Regions from separate parts of the Pan troglodytes genome. Here all the other regions are linked to region 2. A link is a contact called in public Hi-C and capture Hi-C data. All regions are on one chromosome and are shown on one strand. Each heading gives the region's core, a stretch centred on a gene start, on an enhancer-like site or on the middle of the called end of the contact. The rest is flanking DNA. Distances are from core to core; before and after follow the strand shown.

Region 1 (4,786 bases), core at 1,718-4,217, 200 kb before region 2:
AAGCTGGACTGGGCCGGGTGCCGTGGCTCATGCCTATAATCCCAGCACTTTGGGAGGCTGAGGCAGGTGGATCATTTGAGGTCAGAAGTTCGAGACCAGCCTGACCAACATGGTGAAACCCTGTCTCTACTAAAAATACAAAAATTAGCCGGGCATGGTGGCACATGCCTGTAATCCCAGCTACTCAGGAGGCTGAGGGAAGAGAATTGCTTGAACCCAGGAGGCAGAGGTTGCAGTGAGCCACTGCATTCCAGCCTGGGCAATAGAGCAAGGCTCTGTCTCAAAAACAAAAAAACAAAAAAACCAAAAAACTGGACGTGACACACACAAGTAGCAAAGCCAGCAGCAATAGTTTATTAAGCACAGCATTATACTCTCAAAGAGGGCAGAGTGGGCTGACCTCTGCGAGATGAGATCAGCATCAGTTTCCTGGGCTTGTGGTCTTCTTATGTGTTCTTTTTTCCCTTTCTTTTCCCAAGGCTGCCGAATCTCTAGCTAGTGTCTGCCTTTTGATTGATAGGCGTGTTGCTTACTTTGTTTGGCCCTTGTGTGCTTGCACGTCGCCTCCGTTCCATAATCTCAAGTACATGCATGATATGCAGTCCATATGCATGAGCTTTAATGAGCTGATTATCATACGGGGTCATGTTAAAGATGCTTTTTCGCTCTAATGAGCATGCCTATCTCGGAGGAGCTGCCCCTTACTGGTTTGGTCAGGATCTTGCCAGCCATGGGGTCTCTTTACTCAGTTTTTTATCTTACTTTTGTTTTGGCTGCTTAACTTCTGCTTCTTCTCTTGCTTCTTGCTCACTCACCCCTTCACCTTGCTTCTGCTTTCGCTCATTCCACCCTTTATCCAACCTCCAATTCCTTCTGCTGTTCTCCTGCCTCAAAAGTGTGCTTCCCTGGTTGTCAATACTTCGTGCATATTGTAAACATCGTTGTTGGGAGAATTAAATGCTGTCCATACAACACCACTGGGAGAGGACACCTAGAAGCTCAGTCTATTCTCTCCTAGACTTCGTGCTATGTACCTTTTCCTTCTACTGATTTTAATCTGTAATCTTTTGCTGTAATAAACTGTAACCATGAGTATTACAGTTTCTTCTTGTTTGTTCTAGAGGCAAAGTCTCACTCTGTCACCCAGGCTAGAGTATAGTGGTTCCATTATAGCTCACTGCAGCTTCGAACTTCTGGGCCCAAGCAATCCTTCCACTGCATCCTCCCAAGGAGCTAGCACTACAGGCACACACCACCACACTGGGCTAATTTTTACATCTTTTTTGGTAGGGACAGGGTCTTGCTATGTTGTCCAGGCTGGTCTCAAACTCCGGGCCTCAAGTGATCCTCAAGCCTCAACCTCCCAAAGCAATGGAATTATAGGCGTGAGCCATCGCGCCTGGCTCAGTATAACAGTTTCTAAGTTCTATGAGTCTTCCTAGCAAATCACTGGACCTGAGGTTGATCTTGGAGAACCTCTGACACACTCAAATAAGTTCTGAAGATTAGCTGACAATATTGCAGCAGTGTTAATGGCTTGGTTTCATAACTGTACCTTAGAAGAAGCTGAGTGAAGGATATACAATAACTTTTTGCAGCTTTCTGAAATTCTAAAGTTATTTCAAAATAAAAAGTTAAACACAAAGAACAAGGAGACAAGTGTGATCATTGTTAGTGCTGGGTGTTAGGTACATGCAGGTTCATTATATTTTTCTCTCCACTTTTGTACGAGTTTGAAATATTTTGTAATTTAAAAAGCCTTTTTAAGCTAGAGAATTCAAGATTTCAGTGCAACAAATCAAAATGATCACATCCAAAACATACAGAACAGGGTCAGCTTCAAAGTGGATGAGAAAACAATTTAAACATGGAGAGTTTATTAAAAAGCCTTGCTCCAAGGGCCCCTGAGCAAGGCTTTCTTCACTGGGCACTTCCTGCAATCCAAGCCTTTCTCTACGGCAGAGAGGAACTAAGTCATTGCCCATGGTCAGTGATAGCATAAATCCTTGGTGGAGATGAGTCCAGGTGTAAGTAAGAACTTTCACCTCCAAACAGTGGGGCCAAGACCACCTTCCCTGAAACCACTGCCCACAGCAATGAGGACTGCCAGGAGTCTGAGCCCCACAGCTCCAGAAGGACCTACTAGGTGATAAGTTGCAAAGCTTGGGCCACAGGTCCTGCCTCTTCCTACAGACACAAGCTAGACACTACCTTAGGGATATGATGGGGTGCTGTGAGGCTCCTTACTGAGCAAATACCTTGCATTACAGGGGAGGCCAAGGCCCAGAAAGGAGTACACCTGCTCAGAGTCAACATAGCTCAGAAGTCCTGCCAGAACAGGAGCCTTGATCTCCTACTGGCCCCTTGATTTCTTTCCCAGTCTTACACAAATGTGTTATGTAATCTACTTATTGTGCAAACCCAAACAAAGTGACATCCCCTCCCTGAGCTTGTTTCCTTACCTGCAAAATGGGGAGCCGCTTCTGACTTTCCAAGGTGGTTATGCAGGGAGGGAACCTCTAAGCCTCTCATTCCTCTCACTAAGACCCAGCTCCCATCTGGATCCCACACACTACAGATGGATGCTCCACAAATATTTTTCCAGGGAATGTCAGGGGATGCTAAGCATAAGACAAGCCATATTTTAGAGCAGAAACATGGGGAGAGAGGAAAAACATACACCTTACAGAGCAATCCCTTCACATGAGGACCATCTGAGGGGAGCCTATTAAGCTCGCGTGATATTAACAGCTTGAGTGCCTGAAGGGCACACAGTGAAAGATCAGGGAAGACCAGGATATCACTTTGGAAACACTGCCGGGGTACACAGCTTTTTGGTACAAGTAGTGTCAAAGGAATCCCTGGCTTTGAGATGTAAGGGCTCCAACCTCCCAGCAGTCCTCCCAGGGCAGCCCCAGCGACAAGCACAAAGGTCACACCCATGCAGGAAGAGAGGGAGGAAGGAGAGGAGCTCCATAAGCCCAGACAAGGGCTTGAGAGCAGACAAGGGCTTGAGAGCTGGCCAAGCAGGTTCTCTCAGCTTCTGTGTTCCAGCCCCTCTGTGGGAGGAGAGAAGGGCAGGACCACAAGCCTGCCAGAGGCTGCGGCCTACAGCCGGGGAGAGGCCAGCCCGGCCTACAGTGCGGACACAGGACAGAGGGGAGCCAGGTGAGCCAGGTTTTTGGGCAGGGAGGGACTGGGAGACCCCAGAGGAGAGGGCTGCCCCCGTGATGACCCTGTCTGCAGCTCCGAGAGACCCTGAGCAAGGCTTTCTTCACTGGGCACCTCCTGCAAATCAGGCCCTGCACTAAGTGTTAGGGTCACAGCATGACAGTGACAAAGATCCTGGCCCTCTTGCAGTTTCTGTGTTAGTAGCAGGGAGATGGAAGTAAACAAAAACATACGAAATGAGTAAATGATCTCAAATGTCAGAAGGGGATAAGTGAAAAGAGAAAAAGGAGAGCAGAGTGAGGACAGGGAATGCCGGGGGAGGGGGCTTGGGGTTTTAAAGAGGGTGGCCTCTTTAAGGTTAAATGAGGTTCAATGCAAAAAGCCCTAGTGACATTTGAAGAAAGGGTGTTCTGGGCAGATGGAGATGCCCTAGCAAAAGCTGGCAGTGGCAGGGAGGCCTGGAGCATTCAGAACAGCAAGGAGGCAGTGGCAGCAGAGCAAGGAAAAGAGGTAAGGCAGGACGAGAGGAGCCGTACTAGGTGCACTTGCAGGACTCCAGGGGGCAGAGGATGGGGCCCCTTGCCAGCACCCCCACAGCCCTGCTGGGGGTATTGGTTTGAAAGCCTCATATGAATCACTTGCTACATGTGGTTGCATGACCCTTATAAAGTCTCCTCCCTTTCCAAGGCCCACATCCTCTCCATAAAATGGTAATAACAGCAGTGCATCTGTCAGGTTGAGGTCAGGAAGGAAGGGGATCAAAAGCATGGCAGCCTGCCGGAGAGATTTACAACATACCTGCTGCAAGCTAGGAAACGCAGAGCTGGCCTCCCAGGCCTTGTGGGAGGAACATGTAAGCAAATAAGAACTTGTCCCTAACCCTAGAGCACCCAGGGAATGAGGGAGCTGAACTTTGTTCAGAGAGAACAGCAGGGGCAAAGGGTAGGAAGAGAATGAGTGGAGGCCAGGGATGAAGGCAGTAAGTTGACATAGGAGAGAGGTGAGTGGAGTAGGGGTGGGTAGACACAGCAAGGACTCCATTCCACAAACAGTGGGCCCCAAGGAGCAGATTCCAAGCAGGAGAGGAAAACAATGTGATTTGCAGTTCAAGAGTTCACCTGGCAGCTGGGAGAACAAATAAGAGGAACACTGAGGCCAAGTAAGAGATAACAGTGCCCTGGATGCTAGCCAAAGAGATAGCAAGGAGCAGATGGCCTCAAGAGACTTGTGAAATAGGATGGACTGCACCTCATGGTTGCCTCACTCTGGAGGAATAGGGGCTTCTCAGAGGCCAAGCACTTGCTATGAAGGAGATAGGGTCCAACCTGGGTATGAAAGACACTCAGGGGCTCCAGGGGAACACTTCACAGGCAGGAAGAAGGCTTCCTCCCTTCAGTTCCACAATACACCTGCAGGGCTCATAGAAATGGAGCTGAGTGATCCTAGAACCTAGGAGCAGCTTAATGAGACCAAGGTGCCCCCAGCAATCCTCCACAGTGGAGCTGTAGTATGGACAAGTCATGTGCTTTGTGGTCAGACCCCATCCAACTCCTGGCCATCTCCAGCTGTGTGGCTAGGGGCCACTCAACCTCTCCAGGATTATTTTCTTCAGGTG
Region 2 (4,723 bases), core at 1,263-3,762:
TCTCAGTCAAACTTTACAGCTAAAATGACAAGAACACAGAACAGTCAAAAAATTACGCAAGACAATGCTACAGTTTTTTACTCTACCACATCTGCCTCTATGGGTCTCCTGTGAGTCATTGTCTTTTGTGGTCAGTCATCCCTACAAGAACTGCCATTTTCTACCCTAAATTATTTTATTTTTTAAAGAAAAGATCTGCAGGGCCAGGTGTGGTGGCTCACATCTGTATACCAGCACTTTGTGGGGCTGAGGCAGGAGAACGGCCTGAGCCCAGGCGTTCCAGACCAGCCTGGACAACATGGTGAGACGCTGTCTCCACACACACACACACACACACACACACACACACACACACACCAGCCTGGACAACATGGTGAGACGCTGTCTCTACACACACACACACACACACACACAGACACACACACACACACACCCCTACAATAAAAACAGAATCCTATTACACCTTTCGCCACCTAGCTAAAGCACTGATCTCTAAGTTATTTTTTCAATGTTTACAATTACCATTTTACATAAACAGAAAAAGAGGCATAGTAAGGTTGAAGTTGGATTATTTAGTCATTTGATAAACACATTTGAAATCCTATCAAAAACCAGGGAATGAGACTCAAAAGTGAGGAAGAAGTGCCCCTCCTCTTGTAGCCTGGTGGAGACAAAAAGTAAAGAAGTAATTACAGGACAAACTAATCAAGATTAAGGTGTGGGTAGGCACATGGGCTGGGGCTGTAGAAATCATGAATGCTTCCTAGGGAAAGTAATTTGTGAGTATTTATAAACATCTATCTCTTTATTTTCAATACAAAATAAACCTAAAGGACTCGACACTATTCTCTGGAAGGTTATAAGACTTACTTGCCAATAGTCAAGTCAAAAATCAAATTTAATAGCTGAATTACTCTTGACTCCCTATCCTAAATTTCAACCCTTATGCCATACTCCCTTTAGGCACAAATGAGAGCAAGTTTAACAAATTCTGTCCTGTATGTGCCTTCTCACATGTCTACAGAATAGGATTAAAGCCACGCAGCGTGAATAAATAGCCCTTTTTAAAAAGATAATAATTTTCTTAACTGGAAGTGAATGCTTTGAACAATTCAAGCCCTACAAAGCATGGCTGTCAGAAGAGGAAACTGAGGTTCAAAAAAGTCTCACTTTAATACAACAGAATAAAAGGTCTCTTTGAAGTCATCAGAAGAGCTTGAACGAAAAGAGAAACAGAAGGCTATTGTGAGCTTTAGCCTCCAGATGATGACCCCCCAAACACACTGCAATGGTAAACAAACAAGCCTCTGAGTCTGAATCTGATTCGGTGGACTGACAAAACATCACAATTGAAGGAATCTCTCTCCTCACTCATTACTTTTCCAAAAAAGTCCCACTAGCTGATAGCTCCAGGTTTCTTGCTGGTTCCTAGATTTATTGCTTGGAAATTATAATGCATAGTGGGCCTTTCAAAAAAAAAAAGGTACAAGCAAATGAAAACAACCACGGTTTTAAAGCCCCATAAAAGACCGTATATGTAGCAGAAATGAACCCTGCCAATGTTTACTATGAGGACCTATTACTCCTTTATGCTACTCGAGTGGATTTTAAACTCAAATGAATGCTACCACTGCCCACTAAAGAGCAAGTTAGAGAAGCACATTCATACACCTGCTTAACAGCGCCCCGACTGCCGCCCCCACCACTTCCCGGGACCAGGGCCAAGCGGCTGACCTGGAAACGGGGCTGCAGACCCCAGCCACTTACACTCTGCTGTCCCAACAAGTAGGCTCTGGAGTCACACTTCATTTGGCCCGGCACACCCTCATCCCCATCACCCAGACCCTCAGCTGCAAGGAGGAAATTACACGGCCTCAAAAAGGAAAAGGCTGGCGGCGGGCAGAAGTGGATGGTCCTGAGCGGTCTCGTTCCTGCTCCCCTAGTCCAAGGTGAGCCCGGGAATCCCGCAGCCCCCGCCCCCGCCCCCCAACTCGGAGTCGCTTTCCTGGTCGCCGCCGAGCTCCTTCCACCCCGCGGCGCCGGGAGCTGCGGTCCCCATCCTTGGCCCCTCCGGGCCTCAGCGTTCGCCTGGGCCCCAGGGGCCCTGACCCAGACCCAGCGGCGCGCCACAGCCTTCTCGGCCAGGGCCGCCCACCCTGTGGCCCGGTCTCCGTCCGACGACCCTGCCCGGCCCGCGCCAGGCAGCCTCGCGGCCCGGGGCCGCCCCACGCCGCCCGCCCGCCCGCTGGGCCGCGCACCGTGTGGGACTGCAGGCTCTGGCTCGCCTCGATGGCTGCTGTCAGCGGCACCGTGTCGTCCAGCAGCACCTTGCCGGCTGGCGGCTTCTCCATGAAGGCCATCCCGGGACGCCCGGCCGCCGCCGCCTAGGGACGCGAGGCAGGAACCCGAGGCGCCGACTCCCGCCGCCCGCCCGGTTCCACCGCAGCCGCTGTCAACACGCGCCGCCCCACGCGCCGCCGGGCCCGCGGGGTCCTAGCGCCGCCCTTCCCACGGCCGCCGCCCCGGAGTCCTAGCGCCGACCCAGCGCAGAACGTGTGGGGGCCGCCAGCACTGCCGCCCGCTGGCCCGCTCCTCCGCCTCGCGGCTGCCATGGGCCTGCGCTTCCCCGCTCCTCGCAGCCGCACCGCAGACCCGGTGCCCTTAGCTCCGGGCTTCGGACCGGGGAACACCACCCTAAGCCATCACTACCAGGATCCTCAGATCCAGAGACGCCTGGTCCTGAGCCCTGGGATCCAGGAATCTTCAGGGCGAGATTTCCAAACCAGGCCTCTCAGAACTGGGCTTTTCGGGGACTGTACGTCTTGAAACCCTCAGAACTGGATCTCTCTCACCCCCCAGGCCCAAGGACCCTAAAACTCAGAAAAAGGGCCTTTAGGATGGGACCCCCAGTCTGAGCCCTGCAAACCCAGAGACTTTCTGAAACAAGCCCTTCCTACCGAAACTTCACAGGGACTCTTGAACGTGGCTCCTCAGGCCTGAACACCTAAGAGCTGGACCCCATAATTGGAGGTCTTGGGCCCCAGAACCCTCAGACCCAAGCTCTAAGAACTGGAGACCCTATAAAATGGTCCAGAGACCCCTAGCCTCTACTCTTGGCCCCCACTGCGGGCTCAACCACATCCCTTAGACTTGGGAGTTTTTGATCCCACCATATGGACTAGAAGAACTTCAAACCAAGAGCCAAGCCAGAGAACCTTGGGATCAACTTCTCAGCCCTAAATCTGCCCACAGTCTGCCTGAACCCAAAGCCATAATCCTGGCACCACCTCATCCCCCCATCTCCATATACACCTAGAAATTTCACCCACACTGCCCTCTCCTAGGGCAGCATTCCAGGATAGTGAAGAGTTAAATTTAGAATCGGAGGACCATCATCTCCATGGCTCTGGCATTTACCAGCTGTGTGATCTTCAATAAGTTACCCAACCTCTCTGAGTCCCAACTCCCCAATTTGCAAAGTGGAGATAATATTATTTGTATGAAAAGGTTAATACAAGGAATGCAGTAGACTGGGAAGGGGCTTGGCACATAGTAAAAACTCAAACGGTGGTCAGGCATGATCGCTCACGCTTGTAATCCCAGCACTTTGGGAAGCCAAGGTGGGTGGATCACCTGAGGTCAGGAATTTGAGACCAGCCTGGCCAACATGGCAAAACCCCCACTACTAAAAGTATAAAAATTAGCTGGGCATGGTGGCACGCGCCTGTAGATCCAGCTACTCTGGAGGCTGAGGCAGGAGAATTGCTTGAACCCGGGATGGGGAGGTTGCAGTGAGCCAAGATCATACCACTACACTCCAGCCTGGGTGACAGAGTGAGACTCTGTCTCAAAAAACAAACAAAAAAACAGACAAACAAAAACACCTCAAACCGTGGTCAGGCATGATGGCTCACCTTTGTAATTCCAGCACTTTGGGAGGCTGAGGAGAGTGGATGGCTTGAGTCCAGGAGTTTAGCCTGGGCAATATGGTGAGACCCCGTCTCTACAAAAAAATTTTAAAAATACCTGGGCATGATGGCTCACACCTGTGGTCCCAACTACTCAGGAGGCTGAGGTGGGAGAATTTTTTGAGCACAGGAGGTTGAAGCCGCAGTGAGCCATGATCATGCCACTTCACTCCAGCCTGGGTAACAGAGCAAGACCGTCTCCGGAAAAACAAAAAAAAACAAAACAAAGTCAATATTAGTTTCCTCCTTCCCCTACAGTTGACAGAATGGAAGGTTCCTAACTCTTAAATTTGCCTCCACTAAATTTCTACACTTCAGATAAGGGAACAAAGTTTCTTGGTAATCCCACCACCACCACCAAAATTTGACATCACAGGAAAGGCCCACATCATATATAAAGGGTCCCTTCTCCAGATCTCAAGCTTATTGGGATTGTTGGGCAGCCCCATTGAGTCAAGTAGCCATGAGATTGGTCCCAGGGGCCAAGATCCAATACAGCGAGATGTGAAGAAGGAATCCTGGACCTTCATGATTCAGCCCTAAAATAATCAGAACTCTCCCTCCATTCCACTTTTGTGCCAGTGTGTTTAAAAGCAGCAGTCTATTAAAGCAAAACCATATGTCATTTAGGGAGGATTCAACTTTTTACTTTCATTTCTTTGTTTTAAGGCAAATAGATTATTTCTCTGCCAGAGTCACAGAAACCAAAATCCAGCTATAATCATTACTCCTATTGTGATGTGGACTGACCAAGA
Region 3 (4,700 bases), core at 1,813-4,312, 160 kb before region 2:
AGACCAGCCTGGGCAACATGGCAAGACCCCATCTCTATTAAAAATACAAAAAAAAAAAAAAATTCACTGGGCGTGGTGGCCTGAGTAGTCCTAGCTACTTGGGAGGCTGAGGTATGAGAATCACTTGAACCCAGGAGGCGGAGGCTGCAGTGAGCCAAGATCACGCCACTTCACTTCAGCCTGGGCGACACAGAGAGATTCTGTCTCCAAAAAAAAAAAATTATTTAAATTAAATTAAAAACTGTGCAGACCTAATCTTGGTAACTTTTTCATGGAAGTGATACTTTCAAATACTAAGTTAAAATATACAGTTTAGTCAATACAACCAAGCCAGAAAAGCATCACATACCCAAAAGCTAACAGCAGCCATAAAATTTCATAATCTGATAGTATATTCACTTTTGTAACATTAATGCTGCAATCTGGCCTTTAATTTTGAGAAGCAAGCTTCTCTTAAAAAACATACCTTCAGTTTTAGAAATACTATTTACGAAAAAAATAGGCCAGGTGTGGTGGCTCACACTTGTAATCCCAGCACTTTGGGAGGCCAAGGAGGGTGGACCACTTGAGCCCAGGAGTTGCTGACCAGCCTGGGCAACATGACAAAACTCCATCTCTACAAAAAATACAAAATATTAGCCACACATGTTGGTGCCCACTATCGTCTCAGCTACTCAGGAGGCTGAGGTGGGACAATCACCTGAGCTTGGAAAGTCATGAGCTGAGATCACGCCACTGCACTCCAGCCTAGGGAAAAGAGCAAGACCCTGTCTCGAAAAAAAAAAAAAAGGAAGAAAGAAAAAAGAAAGGCAGACAGAGACTTCAGGTACTAGGCAAGTAAAATATACCTTACACCAAAGGAATAGAAAAATAGGGAGACATATGCACACACAAAAAATGCAAGCGGGGAGAAGAGGCACTTTCTCAACCATTAATCTCCCAAACCACAACAAAATATCCTCCAAACTCACTAGATCCTTTTGTAGTCACTATTCATGAAGAAAGAGCCTTCAGAGCAACACACTTGAAAAAATAAAAAATCACGTTACCTCTCCAGTGATTATAAAAAGTATTTGGAAAATCCATTTTGAGTTTGATTCCATTAAAACACCAAACAAAGGCAGAGGATCATTTGAGGTCAGGAGTTCGAGATCAGCCTGGCCAACATGGTGAAACCCTGTGTCTACTAAAAATACAAAAATTAGCCAGATGTGGTGGTGCACGCTGATAATCCCAGCTACTCAGGAGGCTGAGGCAGGAGAATCTCTTGAACCTAGGAGGTGGAGGTTGCAGTGAGCCAAGATCGCGCCACTGCACTCCAGCCTGGGCAAGAAGGCGAGACTCCACATAGAAAAAATTAAAAAATTAAATAAAAATTTAAAAAACACCACACAAGACAAAAACGCCTCCAAAATACATCTAAACTAAGTAAAAGGGGGAAGAGAGGTTACACAAATTCACAATTTTCTGTTCTTATAAGATATACCTAAAAATACATAAGGATAAAAAGACACACAAAAATAATTCCCCAGCCTTCAAAATGCATCTCCAAGAAGCACTCACCATATAGCCCCAGTCTCCATTATCCATCAGCTCCAGTGATGCGTCTTCAAGAGCCCAGGTTTCAGGGAAACTTCAAGAGGAGAAAAACAGACATATGATAGCATATATAACTATGAAAATAGAGAAGAAAGGCTTTTTCCACCCAACAGAGGAGGCCAAACACCAGAAAAACTACTCGTCCTTGCTCAGCTGAAACCTACTACAGGGCAAAGATCTGGAGAAGAAAGCATTCCCCTAGGGCCTTCTACATGTCCTGTATTCTTACCATAGAGAACCCATCTGGAACTAAGAGACTGAAGATTTTCAGAGAAAGAACTATACTGTACTTAAGAGAAGGAGGAACAGTCTAGGAAGTAACCCAGTCATTCAAATTCTACCTCTCTTCTTAGAACATCAATTTTTAGAATTTATATAAGAGAATATTATGATGAACTCTACAACCTTATCCTGGTACAAACCTATAATGGTCCTCACCAAAAAGGTCATTTAAGAAAAAGGGACAGGCTGGGCGCGGTGGCTCACGCCTATAATCCCAGCACTTTGGGAGGCTGAGGCAGGCGGATCACCAGGTCAGGAGTTCAAGACCAGCCTGCCCAACATAGTGAAACCCCATCTCTACTAAAAATACAAAAAATTAGCTGGGCGTGGTGGTGGGCACCTGTAATCCTAGCTATTCAGGAGGCTGAGGCAGGAGCATCACTTGAACCCGGGAGGCGGAGGTTGCAGTGAGCCGAGACTGTGCCACTGCACACCAGCCCCTGCAACAGTGTGAGCCTCCATCTCAAAAAAAAAAAAAAAAAAGAAAAGAAAAGAAAAAGGGAGAAGGGAAAACTCCTTTTCATCAGCATTTCAGCTATACAAGCCAATCACCTGAGTAAAAGCATCAAAAATCATAAACCTCCCAGGATACCAGCATCCCTTTCCAAGAGAAATACATCAGAATGGTATTTATCTTACAATATTAAAAAAAATGATGATGCTTTTAAATAATGATGTATTTCTCTTTGTACAATTAAAACAAATAGAAAGCGATTTAAATGCCGAAGTGTTAAAGAGCACAATTTGGGGCAAAAAGAACCTTACCGATATAGATGAGAGTCAATCAGCCAGCACTCATGGAGAGCCAGCCTTAAGACACTGAGAAATGCTCAGATACTAATGATGCCAATGTGAATTTATTTTTATCTACAATTCAAAAGCATTTAAACAAACAGTTTCCCAGCTACTGAACTGCCTTAGTCAGTTCCCTCTCACACACTTCAATCCCAAATCAACCTGTAAAGCAAACTGCAGAGCAAATTTCTAAAGCTCTGGCAAGACATGGTAAGAAACATGGACTTATTGGTATTCATCCAGGAAAAGCACTGGCTTTTTTACGTGGTCCTTTAACAGATTCACTTTTCCCACTTTTAGAGGAATCTGGCACAGAATTCCCAGAACAAGCCCTAGCTACAGAAGATCACAAAGGCTCTTTCTCAAAAGGTCACTCAGGCATGTAGAGAACATTTGCATAGCACAGCATGGGCTGAAATCAGAGCCTGAAGCATCTATTTCTCTACCTTGCAAATCCTTCAAAGCACACAAACTAAAATGTGGACCAGACTATGGGGCAGTCAGTTTTTATTCTTTACACTCAGCAGTTGGATATAGACAGGCCTCCACATGCTATGGGGTGAGAAATGGAACAAATGTCAAATTCAAGACTGTTATGACAGTCTTTCATTCCTCTGACTTGCTTCACAAATAGTATCCGAAGTAAACAGGACCAAGAAATGGGCTTTGCCAATTTGTCTTGCCAGGATCTGATTCAGTTACTGATAACAACAGATTAGTAACTGAGCAATTTAAAAGGCCACTCATCCAAAAGTTCTGGTAAGATGCTCATCTTTGGCATTTTCCCATCACGCAAAGTATTCATTCTGACAGCCTCAATAATCATTCATTCAGCCAACAATTATTGTGGGTCACCTATGGAGTGGAGGGGGTGCCTATGTGCAATGCGGACACACAGAAAGAGGAAAAGGACAATCTTTGCCCTCACGGAGCTTTCCATCTATAATGGAAGGCAACATGCAGTGACTGAAGTACAGAACAGAATTCAAAGTGCTATACAACAGATGGACCAGCAGAGGCCCGCGAGAGGGGAAAAGCAAGATTCCAAATGGGAAATAGAGGACTTCTGGGAAGAGCCCATTCAGTTGAATCCTTGAAAGAAAATTCGGACAACCTGAGAAGGGATTCTAGAAGGAAGAAACAACTTAATAGACAGGGGCATGAAAGACTTTTTTTCCCCCTACAACATTCCTGATACCAGTAGGCCGAGCAGGGATTACTATCCTCATCTTAAAGATGCAAAACAGAGAAACAAGGCAGATTAAGTGACTAGCTGAGGGCGCCACAGCTGGGAAGTAACTAGATAAGAACTTGCATGTTCTGACTCTTAGTCTAGATTTTTCCATAAATCCCCTCCTAGGGTAGAAATTGAAAGAACAGAATCCAAGAGACAAGAAATTGAAAAAGCTTAACTTTAAACTCTCTATAGCCATCTATTAACCCTATCCATCCAGTAGGGTTTTATTTACAAATTTTACAGTAACTCAGCCTAACTAAACAGTCATAATGGGTTTGTAAAAATTCTCCTGAGGGCGCCCCCCCACCAAAAAAAGGCAGGAACCCATTCAACTACTGTGAATAACGGTTGCTGTCCTGTCTGTAGTGACATAAAGAACTCCAATCCGTGAATATCCAAATGATTAAATGAGAAACAGAAGATCAAAGACAAGGAAAAAAGCAGACATCAATGTTGCAGCCGTTAACGAAAAGTCTGTCCACTATTAACCCTTTTTCTCTTTTTTACTGCTAAATCAAAACAAGGTAACTTCTTGAGCAGTTCTCTAAAAAAAAAAAAAAAAAAAATTAGATGATGTCCCTGAATCTGTTCCACAGCAAAAGCAGAAGTTCCGGTACAAAGATGTAATGAAAGCTCATGCTTAATAATTCAGGAAAGCAATTATGGGAATCTACAGCCCATGTTTCTTAAAAACCACCCAAAAGCCTTCCTATACTTGTGTATAAGATACATCAAAATAAATTGAAGCAAAGTCACTATTAGTCACTTCCAATAACAATGACTAAAC

What was found. A called contact is a pair of places that touch in the nucleus more often than the background predicts. Capture Hi-C pulls out chosen DNA fragments and counts their contacts.
Region 1: a capture Hi-C map of stem cell-derived neural stem cells shows a contact between it and region 2, with 4 times the contacts expected there. The contact joins the promoter of ACOX2 here to the promoter of PXK in region 2. A contact is called at or near these places in 2 of 7 Hi-C or Micro-C datasets (induced pluripotent stem cells and stem cell-derived neural progenitor cells), 1 of 1 datasets of contacts at active chromatin or transcription factors (stem cell-derived excitatory neurons) and 1 of 1 other capture datasets (stem cell-derived neural stem cells).
Region 3: a Hi-C map of induced pluripotent stem cells shows a contact between it and region 2, with 2.0 times the contacts expected there. The contact joins the enhancer-like site here to the promoter of PXK in region 2. A contact is called at or near these places in 2 of 7 Hi-C or Micro-C datasets (induced pluripotent stem cells and stem cell-derived neural progenitor cells) and 1 of 1 datasets of contacts at active chromatin or transcription factors (stem cell-derived excitatory neurons).

Annotation. Positions count from the first base shown.
Region 1 is chr2:62,552,656-62,557,441 of NHGRI_mPanTro3-v2.0_pri, reverse strand. It overlaps ACOX2 (acyl-CoA oxidase 2), which reads left to right and starts at 2,967. Exons shown (of 15, transcript XM_516559.7): 1 at 2,967-3,168.
Region 2 is chr2:62,347,325-62,352,047 of NHGRI_mPanTro3-v2.0_pri, reverse strand. PXK (PX domain containing serine/threonine kinase like) reads right to left here and starts at 2,512. Exons shown (of 19, transcript XR_010155261.1): 1 at 2,259-2,512.
Region 3 is chr2:62,512,878-62,517,577 of NHGRI_mPanTro3-v2.0_pri, reverse strand. KCTD6 (potassium channel tetramerization domain containing 6) reads right to left here. Exons shown (of 5, transcript XM_063805954.1): 4 at 1,564-1,633. Among named protein-coding and RNA genes, the nearest start is that of ACOX2, 39 kb to the left of the region's middle. Within about 2 kb of position 3,062, at least 13 of the 24 cell types and tissues checked have an H3K27ac peak or open chromatin away from gene starts, as enhancers often do. A contact at or near this core is called in induced pluripotent stem cells and stem cell-derived neural progenitor cells, where this site is marked.